3 separate regions of the Zea mays genome follow, and all the other regions are linked to region 2. The links are chromatin contacts, called in public Hi-C maps. All regions are on one chromosome and are shown on one strand. The core of a region is the stretch at or near the end of the contact, and the rest is flanking DNA. Distances in the headings are between cores, read along the strand shown.

Evidence for each region. A called contact is a pair of places that touch in the nucleus more often than the background predicts.
Region 1: a contact with region 2 is called in a Hi-C map of endosperm, with 2.2 times the contacts expected there. The contact joins the promoter of LOC100285601 here to the enhancer-like site in region 2. A contact is called at or near these places in 2 of 25 Hi-C or Micro-C datasets (endosperm and tassel).
Region 3: a contact with region 2 is called in a Hi-C map of ear, with 3 times the contacts expected there. The contact joins two enhancer-like sites. A contact is called at or near these places in 2 of 25 Hi-C or Micro-C datasets (ear and tassel).

What each region holds. Positions count from the first base shown.
Region 1 is chr8:124,765,173-124,767,889 of Zm-B73-REFERENCE-NAM-5.0, forward strand. LOC100285601 reads right to left here and starts at 1,356. Exons shown (of 4, transcript NM_001366732.1): 1 at 1,344-1,356; 2 at 1,158-1,251; 3 at 783-1,045; 4 at 342-669. The coding sequence starts at 1,208. The coding sequence ends at 435.
Region 2 is chr8:124,588,338-124,591,037 of Zm-B73-REFERENCE-NAM-5.0, forward strand. No RefSeq gene overlaps it. Among protein-coding and RNA genes, the nearest start is that of LOC100278747, 42 kb to the left of the region's middle. Within about 2 kb of position 1,329, at least 17 of the 20 cell types and tissues checked have an H3K27ac peak or open chromatin away from gene starts, as enhancers often do. A contact at or near this core is called in ear, endosperm and tassel, where this site is marked.
Region 3 is chr8:124,748,033-124,750,872 of Zm-B73-REFERENCE-NAM-5.0, forward strand. No RefSeq gene overlaps it. Among protein-coding and RNA genes, the nearest start is that of LOC100285601, 17 kb to the right of the region's middle. Within about 2 kb of position 1,394, at least 20 of the 20 cell types and tissues checked have an H3K27ac peak or open chromatin away from gene starts, as enhancers often do. A contact at or near this core is called in ear and tassel, where this site is marked.

The sequences.
Region 1 (2,717 bases), core at 106-2,605, 180 kb after region 2:
TAGGAGCACCGGTCACATGAATGACGCCATAATTATTAATTAATATGGGTCCGATTACCAAATTTCACACAACAATACAATCGAAACCACCACGAAAACATGGAATGCATATCATACCTCGTGTACATGTAATAACGAGGACATATCTGGTGTACATGGAAGCTTAGTATATATGGTGCACATATTAAATCATCACTATTTATTTTAGATTTAACGTCTCTAGTTGATCATTGCAATTTATAAATAATATTTTCCACCGCTATACTTCACCACGTCGGAGGGTGTTCTTAGCAAAATATACCAACAACTAGAGACATTATATCTAAAATGAGTAATGCTGATTTAATATATGCACCATGTACACTAAATTTATATATGCACCAGATATGTTCCCTATAATAATTATGTATACGTATAGGAGGGTGCGAGCGATATCAGGCGGAGCCGCCCTTGAGCCTCTTGGCGATGCCGGCGAAGTACTTGCCCTGGTGGAAGGCGTGCTCCAGCTCCAGTTCCGTCGGCCACCGCGACCCGTCCCCGGCGAACGTGCCCGCGCCGTACGGGCTGCCGCCGTGCACGCTCTCCATGTCGAATATCTTGGCGCCGAACGTGTACCCCACAGGCACGAACACCATCCCGTGGTGCGTCAGCTGCGTCACCGCCGTCAGCCTGGCCGCCACGCCAAGGGGGAAACGTTACCCACTGCTTCTGCGATTCGATCGGTTGGTGCTGCAAGGGGAAGGAAACATGTTGTGAAAAAAGGAGAGGAGACGGCTGCTCACGGCGTGGTCTCCTGGCCGCCACCCTGGGAGCCGGTGCTGAAGAAGAGGCCGGCGGGCTTGCCGGCCAGGCTCTGCTCGCGCCACAGCCCGCCGGTCGCGTCGAAGAAGGCCTTCATCTGCGCCGCCATCATGCCGAACCGCGTGGGGAACCCGAAGAGGACGCCGTCGGCCTCCGCCAGCTCCTGCGGGGTGATGACCGGCGCGTCGGTCTTGGGTGGCGCGCCCATCTTGCCGAGCACCTCCTCGGACAGAATCTCCGGGACCTTCGCGTGTGAAAGTGAAACCGATGGGAATTTGGCGGTGACCATTCCAGACTCACACAACACATTGGTTCTAGCTAACTCGAAGATTGCACCGTTGCTGACAGACACTGACCTGCCATACTTTGACCTCCACGCCTTCAACTGAAGCGGCGCCTTTCTTCATCTCCTCAGCAAGCTTGGCAACGTGCCCGTAGGTGGAGTAAAACCTGTTGAGAAAATGGGAGCGCTTTTTACTGATGCCCGATCGAGAAGAGAACCAAAACAATCTAGTAGTACAGTACACAGGTCAGTTTCTCACTTTCAGTAAATACACAATTCTCATTCATCAATCAAGGAACATTATGAATAGTAAGTGTCAAATAGATTTCGGCGTAAAGATGTACTGGAAAGAAACAGGTGTTCGACATCTTCTAATCAAGGGTTTCTAGATGCTCTTGCTTTTTGGGTAGTTGGACAATCTCATTCAGGCAGGCAGCAAAACTAAGGCATGGGTGTAATATTATTTACTTATACCAAACGGCATTAGAGTGGTTGTCTATCCTTTTAACCTGTCATATAGATGTGACTACAGCCAAAGATCGAGATGCGTTGTGGATTGAAACCTACACCGTGGGTTACCAATAACAATATGATGCTAATTTTTTGCTGCTCAAAAGCGACATCATGTGAGGTGTGTGTGTTCCTCAAAACTGAAATGCTGCCTGTTCCATGGTGAATCGTACTCAGAAGACGAATGGACCCGCATGCCATGTTGTTTGGATGCTAGTTTTCTACGAAACAAATACTCAAGAGAAGCAAAACTGTCCATCAAGTAAAGGGTCCATGAGTGTGATGCGAAAGTTGGAAGCAACAGCAACGAGAGTCAAGAGGTAGCAAACCAAGCATGCATGCCCATCAGCAGACAGAGTGGAACTGCACTGTTGTAGTGGAAAATACCTATCAACAGAAAAAGGGCATCTGTGGATTGCATAATTGCCCACAAGAGAAAAAAGTAATGTGTCGTTGAGGTGGTGCATTCTAGAAGTTTGCGTGTACAGACGGAGACTCGGTCACACAAAAAAACAGGAAAGAGTATATTATTACGACTGATGCATTTTTTTAAATCTTTTTGAACAAAAGAGAAAGTGATGCATTATTTTTATCTTTTTGAGCAAAAGAGAAATCGGTATCATTTTCCATTGTAGTAGGAGTAGGTTTCACGTCCATGCTTGGATTTCCATCTCAAACAAAAGATAGAAAGTAAATATGATAAAGATCCCTGATAAGTGATAGATTAACCTCGAGTTCAGTTACTTGGACATGTGGTTCACTCTGCCTAATACAAATGTAGGTTCCATATTTTAAATGTTGAGTCGTCCTTTTATATGTATATAAATATAAAAAAGGGGGGATGTTCCGTTGTACTACGTACTAGCAGCAGGAGGGAAACAAAAAAAAACTAAAATCGCATCGCTAAATCAAATGCCCTTATGCTCTCAGCAGCTGGTGGGAGCAAGGAGTTGGTGAAGATGTCATACATGACCAAATGAAATGGTTTTCAAAGCAGCCGTCCTTGATAATAATGATAGCAGCAACCTAATCAATCGGCATAGAGCCCCCGCCTATTAGGCTGAGCGACAACAACGCCAATATCATCAGGACGTTAGCGCTTCCACGACATATATTTAGAACC
Region 2 (2,700 bases), core at 79-2,578:
TACGGTTAGACTTAAATAAACATAGTTTAATGTTATCAGTTATCCAGTACGTTATAAATTAACTTGTGAAGCAAACATCACCTAAAATTAATGTCGGTTGACCGATCTCTAGGTCAGTTTCGTGAGTATACTATGTTCCGCGTTTTCTTTTATTGCCACATTTTTCTTTCAGTCCTACTGCGTGTTGGAAAGGTTCTGATGAGCCAGTCCTGTCAGTAGTAGACGATCGACGAAAGAAGAGCGGGGCACGAGCATATAACGCGAGCGGCCAGGGACATTGATACTGATACCCCCTGCGTGCACCTACTCCTTCATATCTAGGAGATATGGAGAGCAGGTCCATGTCTAAGCGGCTGCTGCTCCTATCCGCTGGAGTGCTGTGTGATGACTGACGCCGCCGCCGCCGTGGCCACCACGCCCTCGATCGAACAGCGAAGCATGCAGCGGCACACAGAGCTGCAATGAACGCATGGACGAGACGGGTTGGTTGATTGACGTGGGAGCGGATAGGGCTCGTGAGGCTTTAGGAAGACAGACGAGGGCGTACGCGGGCGGGCGCGCACGTTGAGAGGCCACGGCCGCAGATGCCCTGCCGGCTCCGCCTTTTGCAAAGGCGGGCCACGGACAGCGACCGCACGCACGGACGATGGGCACGGTCAGTTCATCATACTCGCTGGAGCCCCCAGCCACGCGCACGGAGGAGAGGAGCGAGGCTTGGGAGTTGGGACTGGGGAGTGAGTAAGCTGGGGCACACCGGCCGGGCGGGTGGCAGCCATGTGCCGGCCGCGGCGCAGGGGAGGGGCAGCCAAAAGGAATGTCCCGACATGTCACCGGGTGGGGACTCAGGACGTGATCGGTCGTCGCCCCCCGCGCTGGCTGAGGGCTGAGGCCCCCCTCTCTGTCGTCGTCTACACGTACTTTCCGCCGGCCGTGGCCCGCGCGGTGCCGCGTGCTTGCATGCATGCCGTGGCCATGCCATTATTGGCAGCCGCGCGCGCGGACGGTCCCAAGTGTGTTCGTTTTGTACGCAAGAGTACAGTTTGTTCGCTTCGTACGCAAGATCGCTGGTAGGGGTGGAAAACAAGTCTGCGGCACAGAATAGAGAACCTTGATCTTGGGCTGGCACTGGCACGGTGTCGCTTTCAACGAAAATGCATGCAATCGGAGTAGCTCGAGACATGGCAGCAGCAGGACAGATGATTCGTATTATTTCGTGCCGATTTTTTTGTATGACGCGACGCGACGCGACGATCGAGCTAGCAGGCGTAGTAGCCGTGCCGTATAGGGCCAGCCACCATGCATGCGCCCGCGCACTAGCTAGGCGATCGAGCTGCCTCGCGTCGTGTCAGCCGGAAAGCGCGCGGGGCGTGATCTGGAAATCGTGGCGCACATCGGCAGCGCCAACCAGCCAAGCAAGCGTTGCCGGGAGCGGGATGCATGCACACGTACTAGTTGCGTTGCGTGCTCTCGCGCGGCCGCTTTTTTGACTCGACCACTTGGATGCGATTCGTGCGGGACGTACGGCGCAGCAGATGCTGGCCTGGAGTCATGCTCTGGCTCCGTGGTATTCATATTCCAGAAACACGAGCGCAACGGGCGTCGCCGGTATGGCCATCCATGCAATGCAACGCAAAGTATGCAATCCAACAGACAGACTGCAACTGCCGCGCGCACCGGCTCAGTGGCCGGCCGTGGGAAAGGCTAGCTGCTAGCTAGTAGTAGGTGAGGCGTCATGACGCAATGACGCCCGGACCGTATTAGGACTACTTTAGAACGAACGTAGGAAATTTATAGAAACGGTATAGTAATTTCACAGGAATCGGTAGTACAAAAATATAGGGAAAACGTAGGATCCAGAAAATTATCCTTTGATCCAAAGTAGACCTTTTCTCGCTCTCCTTGCGCTGCCTGCAAAATAGCGGTGGCGGCGGCACGGGGTAGATCAGAAATGCCGCCGGCAGTTGCATCGTGCAACGTTGCCATCTCCAGCGAGCTAGATAGTCCTCTAACTCCTCTCTACAAGTATTTGGTTTGAAGAACCAATGCGATAAGGTAATGCATTATGAGTCCACTTCACAAATTTGGTGTAATGAACTCTTTCCTCAAATTATTACTAATTATTAGCTACGGAGAATTAAATAGTAACGAATCAACTCATTCCATTTCACAAACCAAACAAGAAAGTGAGGGGTGAGAATATGGTGGACTATCTTATTCCTCAAACCAAACATGTTGCATATCGTGACAATAGTGGAGTGACTTGGGCTAGTCATGCTCTTATTACTATTGGTGATTGTCATCACCTAGGATGGCTCAGAGTTTGTGGGATCATTGAGTGGTCATTGGATATTATTGTAGGCTTTGATCATCATTTGTAAGGGGATCATGTGCTCATTCCCGATGGAAGACTTGCGAAGAGCAACTTTAGTGAAAAAGTGGCTAACTGGAGCGCCTCTTCAGTGTGGTTCTTATGGAGCACTATTTGTGAGATTGGCGTGTGATACTAATTAGCGTGTGAATCATCTAGCCTAGACTTGCCACAAACGAGGACGTAGATTACCGATAAGCAACTAAATATCGGAGATGTATCTCATGTCATTTCTTGCCTCGTATGGTTTGCTCACTATACTTACTCTTGTAAGTACATTTATGTCCTTTTGCATGATATTTGCTCAACTAGCCTTATGTAGATCATAACTA
Region 3 (2,840 bases), core at 144-2,643, 160 kb after region 2:
TCAGGGGATCTGGTCACCGTGGGATGCCGCCCTCGCTGGATCGACCCGCCACCTCCTCGTTGAGCTACCTAGGGTGACTGGCTGCGCCTGCCATCGTCGGGTATACATGTATAGGAAGCACAAAGCCCGAAAGGCCGACTCGAAGCCCATTTTTGTGGCCTGGTAAGAGCCTGACCATGCCCGCTTTATACGGGCTCAGGCACATCAGTTACGAATAAGCGGACCATGTCCGGACAGAAAAATGAGCCCGACGTGTTGGCCTGACCCGTTTAATGCTAGGGTCACATAGCCTGCCTTTTGGTCCGTTTAGCCCACTTTTTGGCCCATTTAGCCCACTTTTTTCGTGCTCGGCTTGACTCGTTTAGGACCGTACCGTGCCCCGCCCATGCAAGAAAATGGACCCACGGGCTTGGAAGGTCTGGCCCAGTTTTCCAACCGTGTCTGGCGGGCCGGGACCAAATTGGCTCGGACGACTCGTTTGTACACGTATACCGTAGGGGGCTCAGCTCAGGCTCGCCACTGGTCACTGCACGCTCGCCCGTGCTACAGTTGTGCCTGCCTTACCGCGACACCGTTGTAGCTCACAGTCGTGGTTCTTGCCCTATATAGATAGCATGCGTACAAGTTACAAGTCGGTCATTGTTCGGCTGCCCTGCAACCGCAATTAATGCAGCTGTAATCCATATAGACAAAATATTATAGAAGTCGCATCCGAAGTCGGATTAAAGCCACAGCAAACCATAGCGAACAAGCCGAAACTCCGACAATATCAACACATACAAGGTCACGCACGATCCTACGACCCCTTTTGAAGTGCCCGTTCGTTTTAATATATGGATTGGAGAGGGTTGGATGCGTTTAGAGGGGGATTGAGTGGTATTTCACGATCGCCTTATTTCTGACTCCAGATATATACGTGCAGATATATATTCCTTAATCATGCATGCACACCTGCAGGGGTGGTGGGTCACAGCAGAGGTAGCCGTGCACGCACGTGCAGGAGGGGGAACATGTGGGGTCTAGGCCTGCTCATCATCCCAGCAACCATGCACGGGCGGTAGGGAGAAGAGCGCAGTGTCGTCGTTAGGTGATGCACGCACGCATGTCGTCGTCGTTCCCGTTTGTCGCGAACCAACGTCCAGCAAAGCCCTGCCCATGCATGTCCGCGGTTCACCCTTCCAAAGTTCCAATCTCCGGTCCGCCGTGTCCATCAGCAGCTGCAGCTGCATGCATCGATCGGACCACCCTCCTCGCTACAGGTGCATATACGTACGCACAGGCACAGTTCAGTCGACACGTTCCTCCGCCGCATCCAACGACGACAGTGCACGCGCGCGTGCTGCTAGCTAGCTAGCTCCACCGTACGTACGTGCACCAGCAGTGGTCGCCTACACAGCCCTACATCTGCATGTGCTTGGCGCGTCGCTGTAGTGCACAGAGCAGAGCAGAGGTGGTGGTAGGACTTGCTGTCGCGAGTCGCGTCGCGACGCACGGATAGATGCTTGCCGGCAAGCGGTGTCGCCGCGTAGCCCGAGGAAACGAGAGGGGAGCTAGCTATAGCGCGCCCCGTGCGACGGCGACGGCGACGCGCACGCGCCGGGGGACATTCCGATCTCGCCTGGGGATTCCCGGCCGTCGCTGGGTCGCCACAGCCCTCTACTAGTAGCCCGGGCGGCACGCGGCTGCCGCCGTTTTGCACGCGCGCGGTCTGATCGATGATGGGGATGGCCGGCCTGCAGCCCAGCGACTGCACTGCACTGCACTGCACCGGCGTTTTCTTCAGGCCGGCAGACAGCAGGCGCTACTGCTACTGTTGTTTCCGTCTCGTGTAATAAATTTCAGTGTGACAGGGCGCGACGCTGTGCTGTGCGTCCGGACTCCGGATGGAGGCACGCACAGCGGGCTAGTTTGTCGGGCTACGGCCTGTAGGCCGCGGCCAAAGTCGTCGGCCGGGCCTCGAGACGTCGCACGTCAAGTTGGGCCCAAAACATTCGACCCAGTTCGTCAATGCCGAACAGTCCGGCTGAACTGACCTGAGGTGACGGTAGATTGTTTCGTTCACCACCCCATTCATCATTTCGGATGAGGCCAATCATCCTGCCTGCCCTTCCGGCGGTGAACAGAGAGGTCCTTTCGAACATTTCCTTTCCTTATCTTTAATGCAGGACAGAAACGACACATATGAGTGTATCCACGTCAGCTCAAAACTTCATAGTCGTTGGATCGTCGTTGGTTCATTTTCCCTCGCTTGATTTCCCGTGCCCTCCTCGTTCTCGTCACCTCTGGAGACTTCCACACGCGGCTTAAGCTCCTCGTCACCCCTCGGCTCTCGTCCTCGGAGAACGCGCGCTCGTCTGACGGCGGAGATGGCGCTGCAGCACCTCGTCATGGACCAGAACAACTAAGCCTCGGACGACGCCTCGTGGTCCAACCCCCTCAAATCCCTCACCGACGCCTTCCTCGGGCAAGTCCTCCAAGATGCAGCCTCAAGTAAGCCTCCGTAGCCACCTCAGTGTCGTCATCAGTTCAGCAGTCTCAAGCCTAGAGGATTAGCCGATGCCGCGGTGGCTTGGATCGTACCGCTTAGTCTCAGTGGTGGTTGTGGATTCACGGAGCGATTGAACTGAACTGGCCCTGCTGTTTACACGCGCCCAAGAGAATTATTACTGATCTCACACTTGAGTGCCTTCCAAGCTTCCAGATTCCGGTTAGTATCAAATTAGAAGTCGTTGTCTCCCGTGAAATTCTCTGTAGTTCAGGAGTAGCAATGGGACAAAAAAAGATTTTTGCTTCATTTGGCACCATGCTTAATTTCCAACAATTCAGTTGCTCATTGTTTA